Linked DNA regions of Mus musculus: regions 2 and 3 are each linked to region 1. Evidence: chromatin contacts called from public HiChIP or PLAC-seq data. All regions are on one chromosome and are shown on one strand. The core of a region is the stretch at or near the end of the contact, and the rest is flanking DNA. Distances in the headings are between cores, read along the strand shown.

The links. HiChIP or PLAC-seq counts read pairs in DNA pulled down with a chosen protein or histone mark.
Region 2: a contact with region 1 is called in an H3K4me3 HiChIP or PLAC-seq map of embryonic forebrain, with 5 times the contacts expected there. The contact joins the promoter of Ptpru here to the promoter of Serinc2 in region 1. A contact is called at or near these places in 4 of 39 promoter capture datasets (embryonic stem cells, hippocampal neurons and liver), 1 of 115 datasets of contacts at active chromatin or transcription factors (embryonic forebrain) and 1 of 9 other capture datasets (embryonic stem cells).
Region 3: an HNF4G HiChIP or PLAC-seq map of pancreatic cancer cells shows a contact between it and region 1. The contact joins the promoter of Tmem54 here to the promoter of Serinc2 in region 1. A contact is called at or near these places in 1 of 39 promoter capture datasets (liver) and 1 of 115 datasets of contacts at active chromatin or transcription factors (pancreatic cancer cells).

What each region holds. Positions count from the first base shown.
Region 1 is chr4:130,273,382-130,278,073 of GRCm38.p6, reverse strand. Serinc2 (serine incorporator 2) reads left to right here and starts at 2,488. Exons shown (of 10, transcript NM_172702.3): 1 at 2,488-2,616. The coding sequence starts at 2,578. It overlaps Gm34957 (a long non-coding RNA gene), which reads right to left. Exons shown (of 2, transcript XR_376686.3): 1 at 2,140-4,692.
Region 2 is chr4:131,836,409-131,841,100 of GRCm38.p6, reverse strand. Ptpru (protein tyrosine phosphatase, receptor type, U) reads left to right here and starts at 2,823. Exons shown (of 31, transcript NM_001083119.2): 1 at 2,823-3,017. The coding sequence starts at 2,945.
Region 3 is chr4:129,103,249-129,107,940 of GRCm38.p6, reverse strand. Tmem54 (transmembrane protein 54) reads right to left here and starts at 2,411. Exons shown (of 6, transcript NM_025452.4): 1 at 2,210-2,411. The coding sequence starts at 2,225.

The DNA.
Region 1 (4,692 bases), core at 1,239-3,738:
AGCAACTACTTCCTTGACCATGTTCGCAAATGCTCATACCTGCTTTGTAGAGTTAAGCAGAATTTACCAGGCCTACTTCAGGGAAGGGGACGGAGGTGTCCTCGGGATGGCATGGACTCTGGGAGGTTGGGGCAGCATAGACTCCAGGTGTCACCCCCTCTGTGTCGCTGTGCTGGGTTATGGAAAGGAGATGCTGTTGGTGGAGGATCCAGTTGATGGAAGGAGGGGTCCAAGGGAGCAACCCCTGGCATGGGGACATTCAGAAGGCGGGTAGCACTTCAGGCTTTGAGGACAGACGTGTGGATGGTGACCGTGCGGGGCCATTGGGTCAGGATGTTGTCACAGTGGAATGAGGAAGCAGCTCACATATCCATGCAAGCATCCTGCCTTGCTGCGTCTCCTCCTTGTGCATTGAGGGTACAGCCAGAGGTGAATTGGTGTGTGTGTGTGTGTGTGTGTGTGTGTGTGTGTGTGTGAGAGAGAGAGAGAGAGAGAGAGAGAGAGAGAGAGAGAGAGAGAGAAGAGATTGTTTTCAATCTCTTCTACTTTCCAAGAGAGGTATGAATGGCTAAGGACAGGCTTTGGGGATCTGAAGTCAGGGCCACCCTTAATGGCCTCCTAGCAGCAATAGCAGCGATTTCTGTGACCACAACCAGCCTTTGGTCAGTGCTAAGTTTACCAATAACACAAACCTCCGTTTTCCTCATGTGTGAATTGGGTCAGGGAATGAGTCTTTTTTGGGACAAACACGGACTCAAACGGTGCCATGAAAGAGTGTGGGGCTCTTGCTTGCGCTCCACTAAGTTGAATTATATGTGAGGTCTGCTGTTGTAGATGTGCCAGGGAAGTGGGCCGAGGTTCATTTCCAGTCAGGCTGGGTCCTGGGCTGGAGGATCTGGTTCTCTTCATCTAGAAGATGTGGGATGTGGGCAAAGCTTTGAAGGCACCACAGGTGGACAAGGAGAAGGACTTTCAGGAGGAAGGCACCAGGTGGGCTGACGTGTGGAGGAGGGAAAGTGCAGGGTATTTGCGGAACAGCCCTGGCACAATTACCAGCTCAGCCAGGTGCTGTATGAATCACTCGGGGAAGCAGTTAGGCCGGATCTTTGGCCCCTGCGGCCAGCCAAACCTATGGACTTCCTTCCCTAACATTATCTGGTCTAGAGTTGGTGGGGGAGAAGGCTGGGGTGAGCTACCATAATTACAGAACTCTGCTGCTGCGCCTCACACCCGATCCTGGGGATGACCTGCCAGGATGCCCTCTCACCCAGTGACCTCCTTAGCTAGGAGGTCATGGCTGTACACAGATAGGGAGTGAGGAGTGCTGAACAGAGTGTGTGTGTGTGTGTCTCTGTATGTGTCTCTCTCTGTGTGTATGTGTCTCTTTCTGTGTGTATGTCTATCTGCCTCTGTCTCTGTCTCTCTGTGTGCAGTGCTGAGCAGTGAGTGTGTGTGCCTGTGTGTATCTCTGTCTGTCTGTCTGTCTCTCTTATGTGTATATGTGTGTGTGTGGAGTGCTGAGCAGTGTGTGTGTGTGTGTGTGTGTGTGTGTGTATTTGTCTCTCTCTCTCTGTATATCTATCTGTGTTTCTCTCTCTCTCTCTCTCTCTCTCTCTCTCTCTCTCTCTCTCTCTCGTGTGTGTGTGTGTGTGTGTGTGTGTGTGTGTGTGTGTGTGATCCAAGACAGGTCCAGAGTTTGAAGACAAGGTGGATGGAGAGGAGAGGGTCTAAACAAGTACGAATCTGGGGCCTTAACAGGGATGGGAATGACACAGGCTTTTATTCATGGAGCAGTTGCTGTGTGTTCTAACAGCCCCATGAGGTTAGCACCTTTAGTTTCAATAGGGGAAACTGAGACTCAGAGAAGCAAAGTAGCCTCCCTTATCCTCCCTCTGTCTGTCCTTCTCTTCTTTCTTTCCGTAGGCAGGATCCCATGTAACCCAGGCTGACCTAGATCTGGCTATGCAGCCAAAGATAATTTTGAATTTGTGATTCCTGCCTCCTGAGTGCTGGGTTACAGGCGAGAGCCACCATGCCCAGTTTTATGTGGATCAAACCTAGGACTTCATGAATTCTCTGGAAACACTCTACCGACTCAGCTACATTACCATCCCCCCACCCCCTTGCCTAGTAATTTACCATTGAGCACCCATAGATTGGGCCGAGGTTTTCCGCCAAGATCCAAGGGCATCAGGGAAGACCACCTCTTACTTCCTCTAACAATGACAGTATTTGGGGTCGGTCACACAATGGCTCCTATGAAGTTCAAATCCAGATGTATTTCCAAATCCTCGCTTTGGTTCAGCAGACAATCCTAGCTCAGAGTTGAGTTGGGCTGTGCCCCTGTCGTTGCTGGACTTTCCCCATCTCAACCTCTTTAGGAAATGTCTGGCGCCAGTACCTGTCCCAGGTGAGTCCTAGGAGGCCCCGAGCGTCGCCGGAAAGTGACGAGCGGCTTCGGCAGGTGGGGCGGGGCTGGGGCGGGGATGGGTTTGGGGTGGGGCCAGCCAAGCGCCTGGAGTCCCACCGGATCCGGGATCCGAGGCCGGTGCCCCGAGCCCCGCGCCCCTCACCGCCATGGGGGCCTGTCTCGGGGCCTGCTCCCTGCTCAGCTGCGTGAGTGCCCACCTCGTCCCTGCCGCGGCCCCGCTCACTTTTTCTCTACCTTCTTCCTCCAAGTACTTTCTTCTTTTTGCTTCCTCCAAACTTGCCTTTCAGAGGCCCCACCGATGCCCTTCTTATCCTCATCCCCCAGCTGCTCCGCTTCGGCCGCGGTGCGCTGGACAGCTGGTGTCGCGGCTCGGGTGACCGCGGGGGAGGGGTGGGGCGCGGCCGGGCGCCTTTGGCGCCGTCACTCCGAGAACCGGGATACTGAGGCCGGCAGCGGGTGCGGGGAGCCCCGCGGCCATTGCGCGCTCCCCAGCTCAGAGCACCCCCAGGTTGCGTGGCGCGTCTCTCTCCAGGGCGCGGGACTCTTTGTGTAACTGGTAGGGTCCCGGCCCCGCTGAGCTTACTGTCTTTCTGGCAGAGCGTCTGTCATTCTGTCTGCCCCTGTCGCCTGGCTTAGTCTGTTCTTTTGTGTTTGTCCCGTTCACTTCTCTAGGATTCGGGCACTGTCTGTCTGTCTGAACGTCGTCGTAACCAGCTCCGTCTGCATCCTCTTTCGGCGCGCAGTCTGGCCCGCTCACTCTAGGGCACCCCCCCTGCAAGCGCTGGACCCTTTCCCTCCAGCTCGAGCTGGAAAGGAGATGGGGGTTGGGTAAGAAGGGTGGGCAGGAGCCCCCCCCCCCCCATCCCGCTCTTGAGCGAGGTTGGTGTCGGTTGTCACTGACTACCTGTGCCAAACTTTGGATTTGGAAAGATCCAGAAATTGAGGGAGGTTGCGTGTGTCCACCTGGTCGCCACTGTTGGGGACCAGGCGGGAGGCCAGCTCTGTTTTGGGGCAGCAACCAGCACAGGGGAGGGGACCCGGCCGGCCATAACCGGCCGGGAGGCCCCCACTTCCCCAGCCCCCTTTCTTTTCCTTCTTCCCCTCATTAAATCTGAGGCTCTTTCAGACAGCTCCCTCCCCTTCTGGCCCCACACAAAGAGGGGCGGAGAGGGCTCCCGCGGCTGGCTGCTGTAGGAAGGTTCGTTCAGGACTTGCATCCTTTGTCCCTGATTTGTGTGCGTGTTAGGAGCGGGTGCCCAGGAGAGAGCTGCGCATCTAGAGGTTTTCTTTGTAGCCATTTTCTGAGAGTGAGCTCAGTCTGGGGAGGCAGTGGCGTGGGTCCCTGGACACAGCTCTTGTCCTCTCTTGGGCCTCTCTTTCCACTGAAGTGGGGGGGGGGGGGAGAGGGAGAGACGGGTAGAGGGAGAGAGGGAGAGAGAGAGAAGCTTGAACAGGAGATCAGAGTAAGGCTATTCCTTGCTGATGCTCATACCCCTTCCTGGGACGGGTTTGCTTCCTGGTTAGGGAGGGAGACGTTCCCACTCACAGACCATGATTCCCATCTGGTCTTGCCTGGTTACCCGTGTCCTACTGGGAGAGGGGTTGTGAGGGCAGTTCAGCCAATCCTTCTATCCTGATCTCTCCATGCCTGAACTGAAGGCCACCGCAGTACCTCCTTTGGTATACTCTTGGTGATATGGGCAGATGAAAGGTGGAAACTGCCGCCCAGCTCCTGTGTACAGTGAGTGGGCATTGTGGGAGCTGTTGTCACCCAGGAGGAGACGTAGGTGGAGAATTCCATCCGGAGAACAGAGCCAAGATCAGCTCTGAGTCACCCAGTCTGCAGTCTACGGAGCTGAGGCCAGCCAGGACTGCTCAGACCCTCGGCTTCCTGGTCGGGTTTAACATCTGAAGTCAGGGAACTGAGAGATGGCTCAGCAGTTAAGAGCACTGGCTGTTGACTCAGAGACCCCAGGGTGGCTTCCCAGCACCCACATGGCAACTCACAATCATTTGTAACTCCAGTTCCAAGAGACATGATGACCTTTCTGATCCCCTCGGGCACTGCGTGCTCGTACTCATACACATAAAAAAATCTAAAATATAATTTTTAAGAGTCTGAAGCCAGGTGTAGTGATGCATGTCTGCCACCCCAGTATTCAGAATGTAGAGGCAGGGGCTGGAGAGATGGCTCCGAAGTTAAGAGCACTGACTGGCTGCCCTTCCAGAGGTCCTGAGTTCAATTCCCAGCAATCACACAG
Region 2 (4,692 bases), core at 1,574-4,073, 1.6 Mb before region 1:
TTCAGGTTTCGATCGACTGAAATGAATTTTCCTGTCTAACCTTCCAGGGGAATTCCAGGTTCACATATTGTTCTATTGAGCAAACCCCAATGCCTTTGTAATTTCTCTGGGCTAATGTTATGGCCTTTAGGATACTATCTTGTAGTTATTTATATGTCCACTTCCCCCTCCAGGCAAAATTTCATCTCCGGGATGCCAGCACTCAATATGGGGCCTAACACAGGATAGGCATCATAAATATTCCATGAGTTGCAGGTAATTGAATTTCTTCCTGACCTGGCACTGACTGTGGTACCCTATCCTTCTCCCTAGATTTGGGGCAGCCACTCCAAGCCAGGGCTTTTCTCTATCTTGCAAGGATTGTTGAAGTTTGTGGCCCTTTTTAAAGCAAAGGGGAACAATGTTCTCTTCCTCTGTTTACCTGTTGCTAACACTGGCACACCACATTCACCGTAGTCTCTGAGGCTGTCCTCTGACCAAGGAGCAAGAGAACGTGGAACCGATCAGATTTGAGTTCAAATCCTGACACCTTTATGGACTGACTGAGTGACCTTGCGCAAATACATCATGCTCTCTGATTCTCAGTGTCCATACCTCAAAACTTGAGATTAATAAAAAGAGCAAACAACAACAACAAAAACCAAACAAAAACCAAAACCCCAAAACTTCAGTTCTCCCCCCCTCCAACGCACAGCCGGCTCCGGGTTGCCAGATCTCTCTCTGTTTCAGCATGTCTTTCTGTCTTGCCCATCACTTTTCCTTCCTCTACCTCTGTCTCATGGTGACTCTCAGTTTAATGCTCGGGTCCTCGAGAGCTGTGTCTTTGCTTCCTTGAGCAGCAGTTTGAGGACCCAAGGAGACCAGGGATGCTCAGTTCTTCCTTTTCTAGCCTCAGGGTAGCTTCTCAGTGTGAGCCAACTGAGGGAAGAGACAAGAAATAGGGAGGCCTTACAGACGCCAAGACCTGTACTTAAATGAGTTCCTTCAACATCTCTGCCCATTAGTTGTTGGGGGGAATGAAAGTAATAAACCAAAACTCAAGACTCTCCAGCGGCTGATCATTTTCTTAGTGTTTATTGACTCAAAATGTCTTCCGTATTCGGCTTTCTGTGTGGTCTGCAGGCCCTGGCAACTTTTCCAGTTGCACCTGCCGTTCCTCTTCACCCTTCCATTCGGGCTCCCTCTTAGACCAAGGCTCGCGCTTCGGGCTGGCTGCAGCGTTCCTTCCCATTGGTCTGGCTGGCTGCAGCGTTCCTTCCCATTGGTCTGGCTGGCTGCAGCATTCCTTCCCATTGGTGTGCTTGAGGCTGGCTCCTCACACGTCAGGTCTAAGATCACGTGGCATGGGGTCACATCCTTGGCAAAGGCGTCTGTCTTGGACTGTCTTTTCTGAAGCGTGACCCGACCCCCCCCCCCCATCTTTTAGTGTTCCTTGTTGCAAGAGCTTCATTTCCTTGAGGGCGCATGCCTCAGACTGAAGTTCCATATGTATTTATTTATCTGCGGCATGAAGTCTTCGTGAGAGCAAGGGCCCTCTCTGTAAGTACTCATCTATCAGTTACCCGCTCATTCATTACTCATCGAGTATGCGGGATACCAGGCCCCGGGGGAAAAAGCTTCCCTAGGGGGACACACATTCTAAACATGGGGGATATATACCAAGTCCATCACATAGCAGGCAGTCTGTTTAGAAGTGCAGCGATCCACTTTCCCTACTGTAGGTTCCAACCCCCCCCCCCACCCTCTCCTGCATCTTCCTCCTGAATGTAAGCTTCATGAGGGTGGGGATTTTAAAAAATATTTAAATTATATTTAAAATATAATTTTATATTTTATAAATATACACGGCCAGAAGTGCTGGTCTGATGCGCAGTTACAGGTGGTTGGACAAGGGTGCTGGGGATCCATCCTGAGCCCTTTGCAAGAGCCGCGTGCACGCACCTAACCACTGAGCCGTCTCTCTAGCTCCCGGAGATCAAGCCTTTGTTTTTTAATCTCCTCGGTAGTCTACAGTCATCACTGAACCAACAAGCCCATATCTATTCAGTATTTGAGAAGCAAATGGGTTTCCAGATGTGAGTCGGTTTTTGTTCGTTTGTTTACACATTTCGAACCAGACAACCTTGATTCAGATCTTGGTGTCGCCTCATACTGACACATAATCTTGAAAAAGTCACGCTCTATGATCTCAACTTTCTCAACTGTGTAATGGCATTAGAATGGTGTGTGTCCCCTAGGGCAATAGTGAAGATGAACAGAGTCCCAGAGAGAGGCACACATGGCACCTGGTCTTAAGTAGCCACTGACAACTATGCTGGTGGTTGTGCAAAAACTTGGACGGGGCAGAGTTCCAAATCTACTTACTCCGAGTAGCCGGAGGCTACTGTAGAGGCACGAGCGTCAGTAAGAGAGAAGTGAATTTCATATTACTGAAAGTAAACGGCAACATTCCAAAGGCCCAACAACGTTTCAGGTAGATGAAGAGTGCTCTGTCATTGGAGGGAGCTGGGAGTTTATGTTCAGAGTAGTCAAGGTAGGAAAAACTTAAGCAACTGAGGGAACAGAGGAGCCAAGGGTTCCTGGGTTACAGTCTCAGCCGTGGGCAACGGATGCGTTGAGAGTGCCGACCTGAACACCGGCACCGGCCGATGGATCTTGTCGACGGGGTGCGAGAGTGGGGGATGGGCACGCCAAGGCCGGCGGGCCCAGGGAACCGGGCCGCAGCGCGCGACACCACCAGCAGGGGACGCCTCGAGACCGCGGAACTCGCGCCCGGGGGCCTGACGTCAGCGCCCCGCTCGTTCGGGCTCCCGCTCTGGACTCGGCGCCAGTCCCGCTCCGCGCGGCACTGCTCCACTACGGCTCCCGCTCGCCTTGGGCTCCCGGTCGGGCTCCGGAGGCGTCGCCTCCCCAGCTGCGGGTCTCCAGGACCTAGGCGGCGGCCATGGCCCGGGCTCAGGCTCTGGTCCTGGCGCTCACCTTCCAGTTCTGCGCGCCTGAGACCGAGACTCCCGCAGGTAAGCGCGCGCGGTCCCTCCAAGCTTATCCCGCGAGTGCCCGGGGGGCCGGGGATGGCTTGTCGCTGGTGTCGGAGTGCTCCAAGCTTCTGTGGCCGCTGTGTCTGTAGTTTGTGTGCAAACTGAGGTTGAGTGTGTACCGCGGATGCGAGTGTGCTGGTGTGAGTGTCGCCTGCGTGGAGCACCGGGTGTGCGCTGGCTCATGTTTGTCCACGCTGCCAAGTGGGTTGTGTATCTGAGTTTCAGTGGCTTGGCTAGAGTTGCGTCTGATCCTGTGTTGCATTTGTTGGCTTTTTTTTTTGTATTCCCTAGGCGGGAGTACTGTTTGTTGCTGGTGCGTTTGAAAACCCGCGTGTTTGTTTATGCCTGTGCTGTGAGGACTCGGTGGATTGTGCCCAAGTGTGGGCCCGAGTGTGTGTGGTGTGTGTGTGTGTGTGTGTGTGTGCAGTCGTGGGAACCGGGTCGGAACCTGTGTGAGCTCTGTGCCCACGAGTGACCCTGTGGGAGTATTTGGGGTGTACGATGCTGTGTGGGTCCGTGTGAATGTCAGGGATGCGGGGAATACGTATGGGGGAGCGTGTCTGGAGTGGATGTGAGTGTGTCGGTGAGCGATGGTTTCGTGGCTAGGGACGCTGCGAGCTTGGGGTGCTCCTAGGCCGTGGTCGAGTGTGGCCGGGACCCGAGGGTGTGTGTGCATGTGTGTGTGCATATGTGAGTGTATGTGTGATCGCGCGCGCGCGTGTGCGTGGCGCACCCGGCCGGAACAAGTTGTCGCGGCGGCGTCCCCCGGAGGCTGGGGCGGCCCTGCGGCTGGCGAGGGAAGGAACGGGGAGAGACGTGGCTGTAGCCGCCGACTCCGACATTTCGGGCGGTTTGTTGTTTCGCAAGTTCCGAGCGGCGCTGGCTGGCGGCTGATCCGAGGAGGCGCCAGGGCCGCGGGGCGCCCGGGATGGGGAGGGCCGTGGGGCGCACCCGGTTGCGGGCGGGGCTGCGGCGTCGGGGCCCCCGCAGGGCCTGGCTGGAGGCCTCGGGACAGCGTCCCCATCGTAGCTCGTCAGAGGCGTTGGGGACGCCGCGGTCCCCGGGGACGCTGCCTGCGTCTGCTTTGCAACTTTGTGCGGCCTCCCGGCCAGTCGGGCACGCGCGTGCGGACGTGTGTGTGTTGTGTGTGTGTGCGTGTGTGCGTGTGTGCGTGTGTGTGTGTGTGTGAATGTGTGCATGGGCCTCCCCCTCGGCCTGCGGTGAGATCCCGTGCTTGAGTGTGCTTTGGAGCCTGGTGTCCTATGGAGGGTGTGTGCGTGTGCGTGCGTGCGTGTGTGTGTGTGTGTGTGTGTGCATTCCCATGTCTGAGTGTGTGTCCAGTGACTGTCTGTGCGACCGCGAGCGCATCGCATCGTGTGCTCTGTGAATGGAGTGTCAGTGTGCTTCTGTGTGTGCGCGCGCGTGGTCCACCGTCCTTTCCTGAGGCCTGGACCTCAGGCCTCGGCCCCTCTGGCGGGCGTGTGCCGGTCCTCTTCCAGGGTTTCCTCCTCCCCTGGCTCCCGCCACCGGCGTGAGGTAGCTGGGAGTCGCCCCGGGTGGAAGCAGAGCCGAGACACGCGCTGCCGCCTTGGGCCCAGGGAGAGACTCCAGGTCGCCTGCCTGCCCCAGACAACTGGCCTCCGGGGATCTCGTT
Region 3 (4,692 bases), core at 1,162-3,661, 1.2 Mb after region 1:
CCGTGAGCCCAGTATATACTGTCCAGGCCCCGAGGAGCCTGCAGTGCACTGGGCAGGAGTCAGGCCTTGCTCAGCAGTCAGTTCGGTAGATGGAGCCTGGCACACACAGTACTTAATGTGCAGCTGCTAAGTGGAGCTATCGAGAGCCGTCTAGACTCTGCTTCTCTTCCTGGAGAGGAAAAGAGCCCTTGTTTCTCAGTGTGGACAAAGTCCATGGGTGAACAGGAAATCGGGGACCCAGTGCAGGCTGTGCTTAACTGGGGTTGGGACCAGGAGGGACTTTGGCAACAACCACACTTTCTGAGTGGCCAAGTCCTATCCCGTTCACATAGCAGGAAGCCCTCCTCCCCTGAAATGCTCTCTGCTCCAACATCACACATGGCTCTTGGCCATGCCACCTGGATGCCTGCCCCCACCCTGGGCTCTGAGTTTAGCCAGCTCTGAGAAACTGCAAGAGTGTGGTTGGCCCTCAGTTAAGCAGAGCCCTTCCTTCCGGTCCTGCTCCCAATAGGCTCTGACTTTGAGACCCTCCACGTGCGGCAGAGAAATTTAGCCCTGTTCCCTATACGTGAATGAAAACAAGAAACGGCTAAAGAATCATTAAGTGGACATTCTCTGGGCAATTGCAGGGGCCAAGGAGGCCAAGAGGACTCATAATCCTGTATTTAGGAGACTGAAGCAGGAGGATTGTTGCAAAGTCAGGACCAACTTAGTTACAGAGTGAGACTCTGCCTAAAAAAAATAAAATAAAATAAAATAATTATTTGTTTATTTTGGTGGTGTAGCCACTGGTAAGTCGCCTATGTTGCAGTAACAGCCCCCCCCCCGCCACCGAAAAAAAGAAAAATTATTGTAAGCAACCCTAATTAAACTCAGTAACACACAGAGAGAGAGAGAGAGAGAGAGAGAGAGAGAGAGAGAGAGAGGGAGGGAGAGAGAGAGAGACGGGAGGAAGAGCTTTGAGGAGCAAGGAGGAGCCTGTTACAGACTCACTGTGGACCTGGTACCAGCCTGTCCTGTTCAGAGGTAACCCCGGATTTTTTCTGCATAGAGCCAGGTGAGGTTCCCCTAACTGCTCTCCGAGCTCTCCTTTAGCTTGCAGGCCCTGGGACTGTCATCTCAGCAGAGGACAGACCATGGACTGGAAAGGCACGAGGAACTGGAATGGCCTTGTGAAGATGAACAGCTGGCCAAACAGGAAGAGGAATTGCAGCCTTGTTCCAGGGGCCTCCTGGGTCCCACCCTGTCCACCCACCCCATCCACCTACCCATCAGCCAGCCACTACTGGGCTTTGGCTGGGCTCAAGAAACAGCAGCATCTCTGGACCAAGGCTTTGGTCAGACAAGAAGGCTAGGGTTGCTTGCTTTAGTCAGAGCGCCCTAGGCTGGTTTTGGTTCTTCGTTCTCATGCTGGGAACACTGGGCAAGTGGCTGGTGTAGTGCTAAGCGTTTATTAGCAGACCGGAACTTCATCCTGGTCAAGAGGTGGGTGCAACGGTCTTCATTTTACCAAGGAGAAATAGGCATGGCTCGAAAGATGTGTGTGCTGGAGAGTGGGAACGGAACCCCTTAGATCCCAAACAGCAGAGTTTGCCCAGGGCGTGGGGGAGGGGCGCACCAGTCTACTCTGTCAAGATGCTGGCTGACTGGCCTTTCCCTCCAGCTTGGCTGGATGAGAGGAAGGTATGGAAATGGCATCTTTGTAATGCTAAGGAGCCGGGATCCTGGACCCTACATCCACATCCCCATCTCTTCATCTCTCAGCATCTCTTCCCCTACCGGCGGATCCCGAAGCCTATCTAGCCTTGCCCCTTAGAAAGGAAAATAGGGCCAGGAGCTGGGGGTGCCACTGGCCCCACCAAAACCAGGCTTACTCAGAGCTGGGCCTCAGTGCCACAAACCTGGAGCCCCCAGCTGCTGGTCGTGGCGGAAGGAGTTCTAAGTTCTAAGTTAGAGTGAGCTAAGTACTGAGCTCTGGGCTAGTCCCTGAGCCTCGAAATGTTTAGGCTGGTGTGTAGCTCAGTGGTAGAGCACTTGCATAAAGGAAATAAAACCCAGCCGCTTGTCACCCCGCTTCTAAGGAAACTTAGGCTTGAGAGGAAAGTGACCTGAAGCAGGCCAGTACGTGAAGCAGGGTTGGGTGAAGCAGGCGGCTTGACTTCGGGTTGGGGTCCCCCCAGGAGTGGGTCTCCCGTTTGCCCCAGCTCACCTATGCGCAGACACATGTTGATCCCGGCCAGTGGCCCCGCGCTGGTCTCAGCGGGGTCTCGCTTCCATCCTTCTCCTCCGCGGCCTGCGCTCCTCTTCCCGCCCAAGCAGGCTCCTGGCGGCTCCCTTCCCTGCACCCCTCAGTCGCCCAGCCCGGCGTCCTGCGCGCGTTGCCGAGGCCGGTCGGACCGGCTGGGCGACCCCGGGACTGTGCGGCTGAGTCACGGCCACGCCCCTGCTGCTGAGCCAGGCGCCCGGCGCCAGGCCGCCCTCGTTCCTCCTCGCACGCCCATTCCACCGATGGACATTGAGGCTCTAAGGGGTCTCCATCGGCCGTGCTGGGAGCTGGTGGTGTTAGCATGTGAGCGCGACCCCGGATGGTGGTGATGGTGGTGGTGGTGGTGGTGAACAAGACACGGGCACATGGGCCAGGATGGAAGCTGGGAGTGAGCAGGAGCAACCAGGGGTCTGCTTTTTTAATCTACTGTGTGACTTCAGAACAATCGCTTTCCCTCGCTGGGTCTTCCTTTTTCTGGCGGAGGTGCCTCCTGGTCTCAGTCAGGTCTTCCATGTTGAGCAAGGTGCTTTTCCTTTCGGTCTTGGCGGTGGTGGGGTGATCTGTTTGCTCCTTGGAAAATCAAGGGTAATAATTCTTGTTTCCTGATATAAGGAAATGCAGCTATTAAATAAATTAATAAATAGATAGATAAATAAATAAATTGTAGGGATCAATGAGATGGCTCAGCCAGTAAAGTCCCTTAACCCTATAACCCGATAGCCTGATAGCCCCAGTTCCATCCCTGGGACCCACATGGAAAGGAGAGAACCGACTCCTGAAAGTTGTCCTCCGATTTCCACTGGAGCAGAATATGGCACTGACATACTACAGCACAAACATCTCTCTCTCTCTCTCACACACACACAGAGGTACACACACAGAGGCACACACATACAGAGGGGCGCGCGCGCGCACACACACACACACACACACACACACACACACACACACACACACACACACGACAGAGCCTCACTATGTACTATGTAGTCCTAACTGTCCTGGAACTCACTGTATAGACCAGGCTGGTCTTGAACTCACAGAGATCCTAGAATGTCTATTGTGGGGGCTGCCGAGTTGGCATTGGGTTATATCAAGTGTTAGATGGACTCTTGCTTCGTGATAGTGTCCCTGATGCAGACACAAGTCCTGTCCTCCTCCTTTGGGTTCAGATAGCTGGACACTCACATAGGACCATTTAGCCAGAGTGGTGAATAAACAGGTGGAACGCTCCCAGCCACATCTCTGCCAAGTATTCTGCCTTGGCCAAAGCACAGCACCTCCCTGGACCACCGAGGTCTTTGCAGCAGGCGTAACTGGTCTATTCTGTACCAGATCTGTTCTGTAGCCCATCAGCATAGTCTCCATGGACGAGGCTGTCCTGATGTCTACAGGTTCTCAGAGCCTGGTGACTGTGTGCCTATAGTGTCACCTGTAGTGACACCTCCTGTGTGCCTTGTGTCACCTGGATCAGCACATTCAGCTTCTAGCAGCAGGGGAGGGAGCTGAAGCCCCGGTGCTGTGGGCAGGACAACCGCAGGTCAGGCAGGCAGCTCTGGTCATTCCCAGCGGGTTGGTAAGTGGGCTTTCTTATCAGCTGACTTCTGAAGGGGACATTGTGCAATGGCGAAGGATAAGGAGACAGGATGGATGGAAGGGAAGATGGAGGCAGGTCATTAAGCCATTAGCTGGCGTCTTCCCTAGTGGGCATTAAATGTTATGTCCATGGGCATCTTTTAGCGGTCACTTAGCCAGCTGTTAGCCCTATTGCAAATGGCTACAGGCTCATAATTGTAGCCCAGAAACTCTATTTTTGGGTCTTTATCCTGCAAGAGATGTGGCTGTGATGATGTTTGTGGATGTGGGAGCTGTTCCTAATAGAAGCAGGGCACCAGAGTGGTAATGTTGGTAAGGACCTGAAGAAGGGCAGGGAGGCGGTCTGCTCTTTGCTTTACATATAGGTTCTTGCAATCTTACACATTGTTGCAACCTTACACGAAACATTGTTGCAACCTTATAAGAAACATTTATTCATGTCTTGTTTTTGCTGAAAAAGGAAGCCCCCCCCCCAATATGTCCCTCCACCTCTACCCTACCAATAGCTCTCAGATGACAGAGTCTGCCTCCTAGGGCTGCCCTGAGGAGTGCCTGTGGTCACTGCTGTGCTGGGGACAAATCTCAGGTGTGGGAGTACATGGTGTGTCTCTGTCAGTGCAGGGCACCAAGGACAGCTGGAACTTCTGGGATTGGGTTAGGGAGCAGGGCTCTAAATGTCTTTGATAGGGCTGGAGAGATAGCTCTGTGGTTAAAAGCATCTGTCGCTCTTGCAGAGGGGCTGGGTTTCATTCCCATCACCTAAATTGCAGTTCACAGCCATCTTTAGCTCCAGCTCTTGGGGATCTGATGCTCTTTTCTGGCCTTGAAGG